Regions from separate parts of the Macaca mulatta genome. Here region 1 is linked to region 2. Evidence: chromatin contacts called from public Hi-C data. All regions are on one chromosome and are shown on one strand. The core of a region is the stretch at or near the end of the contact, and the rest is flanking DNA. Distances in the headings are between cores, read along the strand shown.

Region 1 (6,313 bases), core at 792-3,291, 640 kb before region 2:
ATCATTCATTAAGTTCATCTTTATTCACCACTTCTCAGTTTTTCTCCAGTGTCCTTTTTCTGTCCCAGGATCCCATCCAGGATGCCACATTACATTTTGTAGTCTTGCCTCCATAGGCTCCTCTTGCTGGGAACAATTTCTTAGACTTTCTTTGTTCTTCATGCCCTTGACAGTTTTGAGGAGTAATGATCAGGTATTTTGTAGATTGTCTCTCATTAGGAATTTTTTAAAGATTTTGATATTATTCACATACCATAAAATTCACCCTTTTTATAAAGATGGAGTACACGATCCAGTGGTCTTTAGTCTACTCACAAAGCTACCACGATGAATTCTTAGTCTGAAGTTTTTCTCCAGTGATCTGTGTCCTCAGGGTGGCTGAGCTTTTAGAGTAATATCATTTCCCCTGATTAAGAGAAATCAAAATCTCTAGGTTTAGACACAGACACAGTTTCACCCTTACAAATTCCACCCACTTGACACAGTGTGGCATGAGGAAGGAAATCTGGAGACCAGGGTTTGGGGCTGGGCGCCGATACTGCCCCGCCGTGTGGCCATGGGAAAAAGTCATTTAACTGTGCTAGGCCTCGTGTCCTCATCTCTGCAGAGGTCCTGACCCCTGGATGAACTTAAGAACCGTCTACCCTGGATCTTTTAAAAACACTAGATTCAGCCGGGTACAGTGGCTCACGCCTATAATCCCAGCACTTTGGGAGGCGGGCCAATTACGAGGTCAGGAGATCGAGACCATCCTGGTTAACACGGTGAAACCCTGTCACTACTAAAAATACAAAATACTAGCCAGGTATGGTGACGGGTGTCTGTAGTCCCAACTACTCAGGAGGCTAAGGCAGGAGAATGGTGTGAACCCAGGAGGCAGAGCTTGCAGTGAGCCGAGATTGCGCCACTGCACTCCAGCCTGGGTGACAGAGTGAGACTCCGTCTAAAAAAAAAAAAACCCTGGATTTACCCCCTGAGATGCTGATGATCTATAGTTTGAGCCATCAGGAATTATTCATGTTCTATCCTTTTTGACTTACAAAAATCAGTGCAGGGATGTGCTAGAGCGAGCTCATACCTGTTCCCAAAGGCTGATTGCTTAGTTTTCCAGAATTTTTTGAGCCAGTTTTGAAACAGATATTGTTAAAATTAAATTGTATAAACTTAAAATTAAATAGGTTATATTAAAAACAAAGGTAATCTGAATGCAATGTGGTATGCTAGATTGCATCTCGGAACAGAAATAGGACATGAGTACAAAAACTGGTGAAATCTGAATTGTTCATGGTTTAGTTAATAGTAACATATCAATGTTAATTTCTTAGTTTTGACAAATGTACCTTATCATAAAAGATATTAACATTAAGAGAAATGCAATGAAAGGCATATAAGAAATACTAACTTTGCAACTTCTCTGTAAATCTAATAATAACTATATAAATAACTACTCCAGAATTAAAAGTTCACTTTGAAAAGCTAACCCTAGTCCCTTCCTAATAATTTCATTGTATGCTATGATATCTAAGTTCTTCATTCTTTATATCTACTGTGTCTGTGTGATGGAAATATTATATAACGATTTGCTACCGCACATGTCTCCCTAACTGCATTTCCATGACATCATGTTGGCAGATTTAAATCAGCTATGATGAAAGTATTTGTGCCACAGAAATTGGCAAATGCTACAAATTAGCCCTACCCCACTGACAACTGGTTGTTAAACATTTGCCAGCGCACCATGGTTCAGCCTCATATGGAAGACCCCTTTCAGCAATACCACTTTCTGATCACCCAGGAAAAAAGTGGTCTGCAGCTATTATTGACAGCCTAGATCTTTCTATTTTTCTTTGATAAAAATGAAAATATTAAATTTTTATGTGGACAGGGTTAACAGTTTTTGAATTATTTTGTAGCACAGGGAGAAAATGTTTAATAGCGCATGACCCCTCCACTTCCTTTCGGAAGTAGTTTTTGACAATGTATTGGTATGTCGGAGACAGTGTGGTGCAGTACCATATTAAACCACAGAGAGGCACTGTTCCCACACGTTTTTTCCTGGCGTCCCCTGAAGTCACAGACTCCTAGAATGTTGGAAGGGACTACTCAGCACCCCAGATTCTTAAATAGTTTTTAACTGTAGGTTGCTACACACAAACTATTAACAGGGATTATCTCAAGAGCAAGTAGAATTAGGTATAACTTCACCGTCTTTGCTTTGTTTTATATTTACTTACAGCAATTATTTTACCTTTGTAACCAGGAAAAAATAAATGCATAAAAATGAATTCTGAGGTTGTGATTTCCAGGTGTCTGGCTTACCTTTCCATGGTTGGTTGACTGTTAAGCCATGGTTTATGTGTTTTAGATCGCCGATCGTAACTGCAGCCGAATGTCTTACTATTGCTCTGGCAATAGTGATGTTCCAAGTTCAACTACAGCCCCAAGGCCAGCCAGCAAAAAGGTACCGAACAGAGCAATGTGAGGATCATCACGGGATAAGAACAGAAGGACTTCCTCATGCCCTCACACTGTGCTTGAAAATAGTCAAAGTGCTCCCCTGCCTGGTCCTGTTGTGCGCGCACACACACACACACGCACACACACACACACCACACTTTTGCAGCCCTGTCCTTTACCCCACATTTGACCACCTAACTACCCATTAACTCAGTGTTTCTTTCACTTTCTCATGCATCAGAATTACCTGGAAGCCTTGTTAAAACTCATCGCTGGACCCTACCCCCTGAGTTTCTGATTCAATAGATCTGAGCTGGAGGCTCAAGATTTTGCATTTCTAACAAGTTCCCAGCTGATGCTGGTCCAGGACCACACTCTGAGAACCACTGCATTAGCCTCCTTTTAGTAGAGAGAAAGCTGGGGACAGTTCATCCTTGACAAAAGTGAATGGCAATAATTAGGTATCATTTGTTTCAATACTATATAAAGTAATATGAGATGCTTCCTTGTAATTCTTCACAATCAGCCTTACCTATGAGTTCAGAAACTTTAAAAGCTGTTAAACTGCTTACCAGGGTTTTTAAAGCAATAAAATCCCCAATCATAGTCACAGCCTGTGTGGTCTGAGGGATGGAGTTGAAAAAAGCTGTCTGCCCCAAGTTTCCTGTCTTCTAGGCACCGAAGAGTCTCACCATTATAGTAGCTACTGAAGTTTTTAATGTAATGTATTTATTACATTACATTATTACATTACATTTATTACATTACAAATGTAATAAAAGTACATTTACATTTAATGTAAAATTACATTTAAAAATGTAAATATGGCGGGGCACAGCTGCTCACACCTATAATCCCAGCGCTTTGGGAGGCCGAGGTGGGTGGATTACCTGAGGTCAGGAGTTCAAGATAAGCCTGGCCAACATGGTGAAACCCCTCTCTACTAAAGATACAAAAACTAGCTGGGCATAGTGGCAGGCACCTGTAATCTCAGCTGCTCAGGAGGCTGAGGCAGGAGAATAACTTGAACATGGGAGGCGGAGGCTGCAGTGAGCTGAGATTGTGAAACTGCACTCCAGCCTGGGCGACAGAATGAGACTCCATCTCAAAAAAAGAAAAAAAACAGTACATACGCTTATTACAAAGGATAACACAGGAAGCCATTTGCAAGAGCTCACATCACAGGGTAATGCTTATTAAACAGGCAAGGAGGGAATGAGCCTCCCCAAGGCTCCCTTTGGACTGGATGAGGGAAAGATCAAGTGTGGGAGGGCCGGGGCCTGGTGCTATACACTTCGCGGTATTCCAGGCACCATATGTCTAGTGAGAGGTACCAGGATTTAACTCGAAAAGGAAAAGTGGAAAAAAGATATGGTTAGGCTAAAAACAGATTTGTCTACTTGCTCTAAAATTTAGAATTAGGCTATCACAGGCCCTATGCCGTGACTGGTTATAAGTATTATACCATTTTCCTTTCTTAAAAACCATTATTTGCCTACAGCCTGATTTCTTTAACCCATGTCCTGTTTGGTTTTGTAACTGCCATGTTTTGACCTGAAATGACCAGGATAGAGATATTTTATTTCAAAGGGAAGTGTGGCCAATATGTTTCCTTAATAGCTTAGCAGACAGGGTTTTGCTGCTTGGCTATTTTATATAACCTCCAGAGCAAGGTGTTCTTGTAATAATGCTGCCCAGAAAGCAGCATAAATTACTTTAAGAAGCAGCTTATCCTATCTAATCTCTTCTTGCCATAAGACCCTGGCAGACAAACTGACCTATTTTCTAGAGGCAATCTTTGAAGCTGGGGGAGCATATCTTTCCTACAATGAGAAGATCAAAGTGTAGTCCAGTTATATCATGTGCACAGTTAGACCACCTGCTTGATTAAAACTCAACCCCACGCCTCTCTCAAGTGAGACAGCTTCACTTAAAACTCACAACAGCAAACAAATGTGTTAATGTGTATTAAAATTATTAAGGTTTGACTGACCTCACAAAATGAAGTGAAACCAACCGATAAGCTGAAACACCTAAGCAGTCTCCATTCATCACCACTAACCCACTGGGGATCTAATTGGTTAAAATACCCAAGCATGAATACAGAGATTTTCCCTTTGTCATCTTTTAGTTTAGCTGAGTAGCTCTCAAATTTTAATGTACACAAGAATTAGTACATTGGGTTGCATGCATACTGGACCCTGTGGGTAATTTTTTTTTTTTTTTTTTTTTTGAAACGGAGTCTCACTCAGTCACCCAGGCTGGAGTACCATGGTGCAATCTTGGCTCACTGCAACCTCTGCCTCCCAAGTTTAAGTGATTCTCCTGCCTCAGCCTCCCGAGTAGCTGGGATTACAACCGTGAACCATCACACCTGGCTAATTTTTGTATTTTTAGTATAGATGAGGTTTCACCATGTTGGCCAGGCTTGTCTCAAACTCCTGACCTCAAGTAATCTGCCCTCCTCAGCCTCCCAAAGTGCTGGGATTACAGGCATGAGTCAACACACCTAGCCCTCTGTGGATAATTTAAACAACTGTCAAGAGCAATGTTTGCTGTAATCAGTTTTTGCTTTAGGTGTTGACTTTAAAACTTAATTTGCAAATAAGGCTATGATATTAGGGTGTTCAGATAGCTTTAGCTTTCTTGCCTACTTTCTTAACCAGAAAAAAAAAAATGAGTTTATATTTATTCCAGGTTTTGTGGGCATAAGATGAAAGAAAACCACAGAAAATTCCTAGACATCATTTTTGGCATTAATTAGGGTGACCAACTGTTCTCATTTGCCCCGGACTGAGGGAGTCCCCAAGATGTAAGGCTTTCTATTTTAAGACCAGGACATTATCAAGCACTCTTTAATGGACTGATTGCCCTATCTTCAGTCTTGAACTTCTTCCTCATCAAAATGATTGTCAGGAACGTGAACACATAGCCAGACACGCTGGAGAATGGGAAAGGTGTAAGTCACCATGTGCGCCATTTGCTACTGAGCAGTAGGTGACTTGAAGGGAAGCGAAGATGCAAAGTGGAGCTAGGGGACTTTCCAAGCATCTGGCCCTGGGACATAGAAATTTAGAAGCTGTGAGTTAAGGCTGATACTGCTATGCCTTTCAGAGCACAACATCCTCTCATAAACCCCCATCCATCCTGTTTCCCACAATGCCATATTGACATTATAAAAACAAAAATTGTCCAGTCTCCCAGAGTGTTTCGATACCATCCAGACAGTGGTTTTCAAAGTGTGACCCTGGACCAGCAGCAGCAGCAGCAGCAGCAGCATCCGGGAACTTGTTAGAAATGCAAATTCCCAGGCTATTGAATCAGAATATCTGGGGGTGGGGCCCAGCAGTCTGTGTTTCATCAGGCCCTCCAAGGGATTCTGATACAAAGAGGCCAGGCGTAGTGGCTCATTCCCGTAATCCCAGAACTTTGGGAGGCCGAGGCGGGTGCATTGCTTGAGCTCAGGAGTCTGAGACTAAGTGGGTAGCATGGTGAAACCCCATCTGTACCAAAAAATAATAATAATAAAACAATTAGCTGGGCTTGGTGGCGCATGCCTTTAGCCCTAGCTATTTGGGACTAAAGCAGGTGGGAGGATTGCTTGAGCCAGGGAATTTGCAGTGAGTGAGATTACGCCACTGCACTCCAGCCTGGGCGACAGAGTGCAGCCCTATCTCAAAAAAAAAAAACAAAAAAAAAAAAACCAGTTTGAGAACTGCTGCCACCAACCAACTGATTTTATGGATGAGAAAACTGAGGGCAAAGAGAAGAATGGCTTGCACGTGGTCACGCAGAGTTTTCAGCAGGACCTGAGAGGAAAGTAAAACAGTGCCAGTTTTGATGGCTACCCAAAATG
Region 2 (6,401 bases), core at 2,707-5,206:
TTGCTCCTTATAAGGCTTAGATGTGACCTGGGACAGGTCCCTAGCTTCTCCCAGGGTCTCTGTTTTCATCCCTAAAACGAGCAGACAACTGTCCATGTTTCCCAACTTTTTTGTACCAAAAGTTCTGTTTTGTCAACCTTATGCCACTGTGGTTCCAGTTTTTGCTTGTTTGTTTGTTTTATAGAATGGTTCACCAATGTGTGAGTCATCCTTGCTAATCTTCTCTGTGGCATTCTGATTTTGGTATGTGTGCTGCTGAAGCGAGCGCATGGACCTGATGCTTTCAAAGATCTGTCTACCCAAGCGAATGGCGTATATTACAATCAGCCTGTAAATTCTGACCAGCCTGAAAGCTAACTGGTTTCATCACACCACATGGGTCAAATTCCCTCTAAAAGCAAAAGCATTTTGTAAGCTCCTGTAACCTTACTGAAAACAGGGATACCTTTAAAGCCAGGGTGGGTGCGGCTAGCCTAGGCTACACTTCAGTAACACACTCCAAAATTTCAGTGGTTTAACACATGAAAGTTTATTTTAAAACTTTAACCCATGCAGAATCTGCCATGGGTTTGGCAGCTCTCTAGGCAGTGACACAAGAATTGTTTCCTTTTTTTTTTTTTTGGAGACAGAATCTTCTCCTGTCTCCTACGCTGGAGTGCTGTGCATGATTTTGGCTCATTGCAACCTCCACTTCCCAGGTTCAAATGATTCTCCTGCCTCAGCCTCCCGAGTAGCTGGGATTACAGGTGCACACCACCACGCCTGGCTACTTTTCTGTATTTTTAGTAGAGGAGGGTTTCACCATGTTGGATAGGCTGGTCTTGAACTCCTGACCTTGGGCAATCTGCCCTCCCAAAGTGCTGGGATTACAGCCACTCTGGCTTTAGTTTCCTTCTTTACTGTGGCTTGACCATTTCCACACGTGGTTTGCTGGCAGGCTTTCCAGGTCCTCGCCTCTGCTCACATTTCATTGGCTGGATCCAGTTTGGTGGCTTCACTTAGAGGAAGGGACCAGGAGGTAGAGTTTTTTGCATGCCTGGGAAGCTGTGGAGAAAAGCACACAGTGAACACTAAGAGGCGACACCACAGGGACATGAGCCCTTTCAGCTCCAAAATCCTACCTTCTGTCATTCTTCAGAGTGGTCACATCGTGTGGTCTGTAGATATGCTGGCGTGACCTTTAAGATGACTGACTGCTGTCAAGCAGAACAGACGCTATAGATATGTTGAGCTTTAAGTATTTCCAAATCCCACGTTCCCTTCCTGATGATAATAGCTGCATCTTTCTTTCCTTCCTTCCTCCCTCCCTCCCTCCCTCCCTCCCTCCCTCCCTCCCTCCCTCCCTCCCTTCCTTCCTTCCTTCCTTCCTTCCTTCCTTCCTTCCTTCCTTCCTTCCTTCCTTTCTCTCTCTTTTCTCTTTCTTCTTTCTTTCTTTTTCTTTCTTTCCGTCTCTCTCTCTCTCTCTCTCTCAGAGTTTCACTTTTGTCACCCAGGCTGGAGTGCAATGGCTCGATCTCTCCTCACTGTAACATCTGCCTTCCGGGTTCAAGCAGCTCTCCTGCCTCAGCCTCCCAAGTAGCTGGGATTACGGGCACCCACCACCACACCCGGCTAATTTTTGTACTTTTAGTAGAGATGGGGTTTCACCATGTTGGCCAGGCTGGTCTCGAACTCCTGACCTCAGGTGATCTGCCCACCTCGGCCTCCCAAAGTGCTGGGATTACAGGCATGAGCCACTGCACTGGCCATAGCTGACTTTTATTTTGTGTGCATGTATCAACTCACTTATCTTCACAATAGCCCTAAAAGGCAGGTACATTTTTTGTTGTTCCTGTACTATTTTTTTTTTTAACAGGAATTGTTTCATAGATTTTAAAAACAGGCTCTGTCCTCACGTGAACGGACATGTTTGAATAACCAACTCGAGTCCACTGTGCTCTGTTTCAGTGATGCATTCTTGATATGTGCATTTGCCAGCGGAAGGCCCAGAATCGCTAAGCTACTGCTTCAGGGTTATGCAGACGCTGGTGCCCAGCTGGATTTTCCTCTCAGAGTCACATCCCAGAGCCCGTCATGGGCTGAAACGCAGGGGCTCTGACATGCCCATCCTCCAGAGTCTGCTCCTCAGGATTTCAGAGACCAGCTCATCAGGAGAGTGAAGCCTGAGTGTAAGATGAAACTGGCATTAAGTTGACCAGCTACTATAAGTTGGCTTTAACTGGCTGTGAAATATTTTGCCCCTACAGGGAGCTTTAACTGTGTTTTGTTCTTTTTGCCGTTTAGTGGCCCACGTTCCAGTGGGTACAATTTCCAGCTCCCAGTCCCAGACTAGCACCTAATTAAAATACGATGTTTTCCCTTCAAGCTTGGTTTGAAAGTCAACTGACAATTTTTTTTGTTTTCTGTGTTAGGAAATTGTTTTTATTTTTTGAAAAGGTCAGGGATTTAAGAGCTCTAAAGTAAAAAGACATAAAAAGATTTACAGTGAAAATTCTCCCTCCTCCCAGCTACCTGAGTGCAACCAATGTTATTAGTGTCTTGGGCATCCTTCCAAAAATATTTTATTTTTAATTTTCTTTTTAGAAACAGGGCATTGCTCTATCACCCGGGCCAGAGTGCAGTGGTATGATCACAGCTCACTGCAGCCTCGACCTCCCCAGGCTCAAGTGATCCTCCTAATCTCAGCATCATGAGTTGCTGGGACTGTAGCCACACACCGCCATGCCCAGCTAATTTTTGTTATATATTTTATTTTATTTTTTTGTAGAGACAGCATCCTACCGTGTTGTCCAGGCTGGTCTTAAACTCCTGGACTTAAGTGATCCTCCTGCTTCAACCTCCCAAAGTGTTGGGATTACAGGCATAAGCCACTGTGCCCAGCCCTTCCAGAAATGTTTTCTGCACATGCAAGCATAAGTATTCTTTTTTCATTTTCTTTAAAAATTAACTATATACACAGCTGTTTTACCTTGCCTTTTTTTTCTGTCCACTTACTGTGTTTTGGAGATAGTTACATATAATTTTTTTTTTTTTTTTTTGAGACGGAGTCTCGCTCTGTCGCCCAGGCTGGAGTGCACTGGCCGGATCTCAGCTCACTGCAAGCCCCGCCTCCCGGGTTTACGCCATTCTCCTGCCTCAGCCTCCCGAGTAGCTGGGACTACAGGCGCCCGCCACCTCGCCCGGCTAGTTTTTGTATTTTTTTTTTTAGTAGAGACGGGGTTTCACCGTGTCAGCCAGGATGGTCTCGATCTCCTGACCTCGTGATCCGCCCGTCTCGGCCTCCCAAAGTGCTGGGATTACAGGCTTGAGCCACCGCGCCCGGCCTTAGTTACATATAATTATAAAGATAGTTTCTTCATTTAAAAAATTACGTAGTATTTGGCTGTTCCATAGTGTATTTAGCAGTCCCCTTCTGATAAATATGTTAAGTGTTCAAGTCATGTACTATTAAACGATTCACTAATAAATAACTTTAGACAAATGTGATTTGAAGTGGGAGCAAGTGTAAGATGCATAAATTCGGGGAAGAGGAGTTTCTGCAGCAAAGTGTACATGCGCCGGTAATTTTACTAGACATTGCCGATTTGTCCCCTCATAGGCCCTGCTCCAGTTTATACTCCCGCCAGTAAAGTACGAGAATGTCAGTTTTCCCACATCCCCAGTGAGTGTGTTTTCAATTGTAATTTCCCACAACTTGAAAATCTCAGTATGCTTTCATTTGCATTCTCGTCTTATGAATGGAGGTGAGCTGCTTTTCATATGTTTCAGAGCCATCTGCATCAACGAGCATCTCTTTCTTGGAGTGCTGGAAGAACACTTGCCCTCGAACAGGTCTGTGACCCAAGCTCAAAGCTGGCAGAACCCATCGCAGCTTAACCACCAGGGTTTGTAGCTAAATGCCTCACACGAGGCAGTGTTTGGTTTCTGCAGCGTGTTCTCATTAGAAATGCTTGGTCGCTGAAACCAGTCCTAACCAGGCTGATGGCGCCATCTATCTTTCTGAGATGGGTAAATGGAATGCAATGCAGTTTGACAAGGGGGACGTTTGGGACCTGACACGGATGATTTCAGGGACCTGACGCTGATGATGAACTCTGCCAGGGGCTGTGGATGTGTTCCATCAAAGCTGAAAATATCATCAACTTACTGAATTGTCTTTCATCCTACCTGATGTCACTGAAGTGAGCATATCTTTTTGATTTTTAAAAAATGTTTGGCCAGGTGCAGTGGCTCATGCCTGTAATCCTAGCACTTAGGAAGGTTGAGGCAGATGGATCGCTTGCGCCCAGGAGTTCAAGACTAGTCTGGGCAACATGGAGAAAGCCTGCCTCTGCTAAACAGTAGACACAAAAAATTCGCCGGGTGTGGTGGTGAGCACCTGTAGTCTCAGCTACTTGGGAGTCTGAGGTGGGAGGATCACCTGAGCCCAGGGAGGTTGAGACTGCAGTGAGCCGTGACTACACCACTGCACTCTGGCCTGGGTGACACAGTGAGACCCTGATTCAAAAAACAAACAAAACAAAATTTTATTTTTAAAAAATAAAAGGCCCACATATATAGAGAATAGTGAAATGAACCCTAATCTACACATCACCAACATTAAGCAGTTATAAAGACTACACAACACGTGATCCGTCCATCCCATTTCCTGTTTCTTCCTTTTGGTTGAGGTAGGTAGTCTTTAAAGCAAATAATGTCATTTCACCCTTATGTACTTCAGTAAACATCTCTAAAAATGGACATATTCATATATAATTACAATGCCATGATCAGATCTGACAAAATTAAAAGTAATTCGTTGGTATCATAAGACCGAGTTCATAAAAATCTCCGAGTTGTCTCCAGCCTCGCTCCCCCTTTACTGTGGGTTTGTCTGATGGGGGTCCACATGCTGTATTTGGTTCTATGTTTCTTACGTCTCTTCATTTGCACAGTGGACTCCTGCTTTGTGAGGAAACGGAGTCCATTGCTCAGCAGAATGCTCTCCATTCTGAAACTGTGTGTTCGCTTCCTCGTGGAGTCACTTAATTTCTTCCCGTATCCCCCATGCTTCCTGTAGAGTGGAAGCAGATCTAGAGGCTTCTTTGATATGGGTGCAAATGTTTGAGGGAGGTGCACTTCCCAGGAGATGCTGGTCCACTGCCTACTGCGTCACTTCCGAAGGGACACAGAGGGTCTTTAGTCCATCAGGCAAGATCAGTGGGGGTCAGTAATGTCAGCCAGACCCCTCCATTTCAAACTCCACCTTCCATCTTTTCTCTGCAACTTTTCATTTGCTCACTATGTTGCTGGAAGCAGTTATTTCAATTAGGGATTGAAAGATGGGGATTTTCCTTTTTTTAAAAAACATTTTTTTTTGAGAGGAAGTCTCCCTCTGTCACCCAGGCTGGAGTGCAGTGGCATGATCTTGGCTCACTGCAACCTCCCCTCTCCTGGTTCAAGTGATTCTCCTGCCTCAGCCTCCCGAGCGGGATTATAGATGTGCGTCACCACGCCCAGCTCATTTGTGTATTTTTAGTAGAGACGGAGTTTTGCCATGTTGACCAGGCTGGTCTCGAACTCCTGACCTCAGGTGATCCGCCCACCTTGGCCTCCCAAAGTGCTGGGATTACAGGCGTGAGCCCCTGCACCCGGTGGGAATTTTCTAATTCTACCATTCCTTCCACATTTATTAGCTGGAGTTTTTTCTTTATATAAAGAAAACTAGAGTTATTTTGTCACCTTGGAATAGTTTATCTCATTGTTAAAGTGGCCAATGACTTCCTCAGCTTTCTTGTTTTTGTAAGTAGTCTATCCTTCTCCAGTTGAGGAAAAAAAAAGAGCGTATTATGTTCAGACCATGGAATTAGCCTAGGAAAGAAATAGCCTTCTTTTTAGCTTTACTTATTATCATAGAATGTTTAGCACCAGATGTGTGTGAAATTTCATAATTACTAATGGATCCTTTTTAGTTGCAGGCCTTACCCTTTCTCCCTGACTGTAGTCTTTTCCTCAGGGTCTGTCTCCCCGAATCAGCAAAAGCATTGAGCTATAAAAAATATATAGGCTGAAATATCATCACTGAAATCACATTCCTTTTGCTCCAAAGCCAAACACTGCTTATTTGGATGATATTTGGATAATATGTTGCAATGACTCTCAGTTGTGTACACTTTGCTAAGAATTAATGCAACTGGCTTGCTTTCCATTTCACAGATTAATTTACTGAGGAAAAACAAATGTGTTTGCGAGGTGATGCGGGAGAGACAGGCCTGGAAAGGAAGTTGCAAAAGGAGGGAGTTGAATCACCAGGTGCAGGGCCCTTCCTAGATGGTTGTGGAGGCAGCTGTTGTTTTTTCAGCTAGTAGAAGCAGCTGATAGCATTTCATGCTAAGAAGAGATACTAGGAAGAAGGAAGAAGA

Evidence for each region. A called contact is a pair of places that touch in the nucleus more often than the background predicts.
Region 1: a contact with region 2 is called in a Hi-C map of fetal cortical plate, with 4 times the contacts expected there. The contact joins two enhancer-like sites. A contact is called at or near these places in 2 of 14 Hi-C or Micro-C datasets (fetal cortex germinal zone and fetal cortical plate).

Annotation. Positions count from the first base shown.
Region 1 is chr15:99,068,534-99,074,846 of T2T-MMU8v2.0, reverse strand. It overlaps DOCK8 (dedicator of cytokinesis 8), which reads left to right. Exons shown (of 47, transcript XM_077966188.1): 22 at 2,366-2,461. Among named protein-coding and RNA genes, the nearest start is that of KANK1, 130 kb to the right of the region's middle. Within about 2 kb of position 2,041, at least 10 of the 40 cell types and tissues checked have an H3K27ac peak or open chromatin away from gene starts, as enhancers often do. A contact at or near this core is called in fetal cortex germinal zone and fetal cortical plate, where this site is marked.
Region 2 is chr15:98,434,921-98,441,321 of T2T-MMU8v2.0, reverse strand. No RefSeq gene overlaps it. Among named protein-coding and RNA genes, the nearest start is that of DMRT3, 28 kb to the left of the region's middle. Within about 2 kb of position 3,956, at least 3 of the 40 cell types and tissues checked have an H3K27ac peak or open chromatin away from gene starts, as enhancers often do. A contact at or near this core is called in fetal cortex germinal zone and fetal cortical plate, where this site is marked.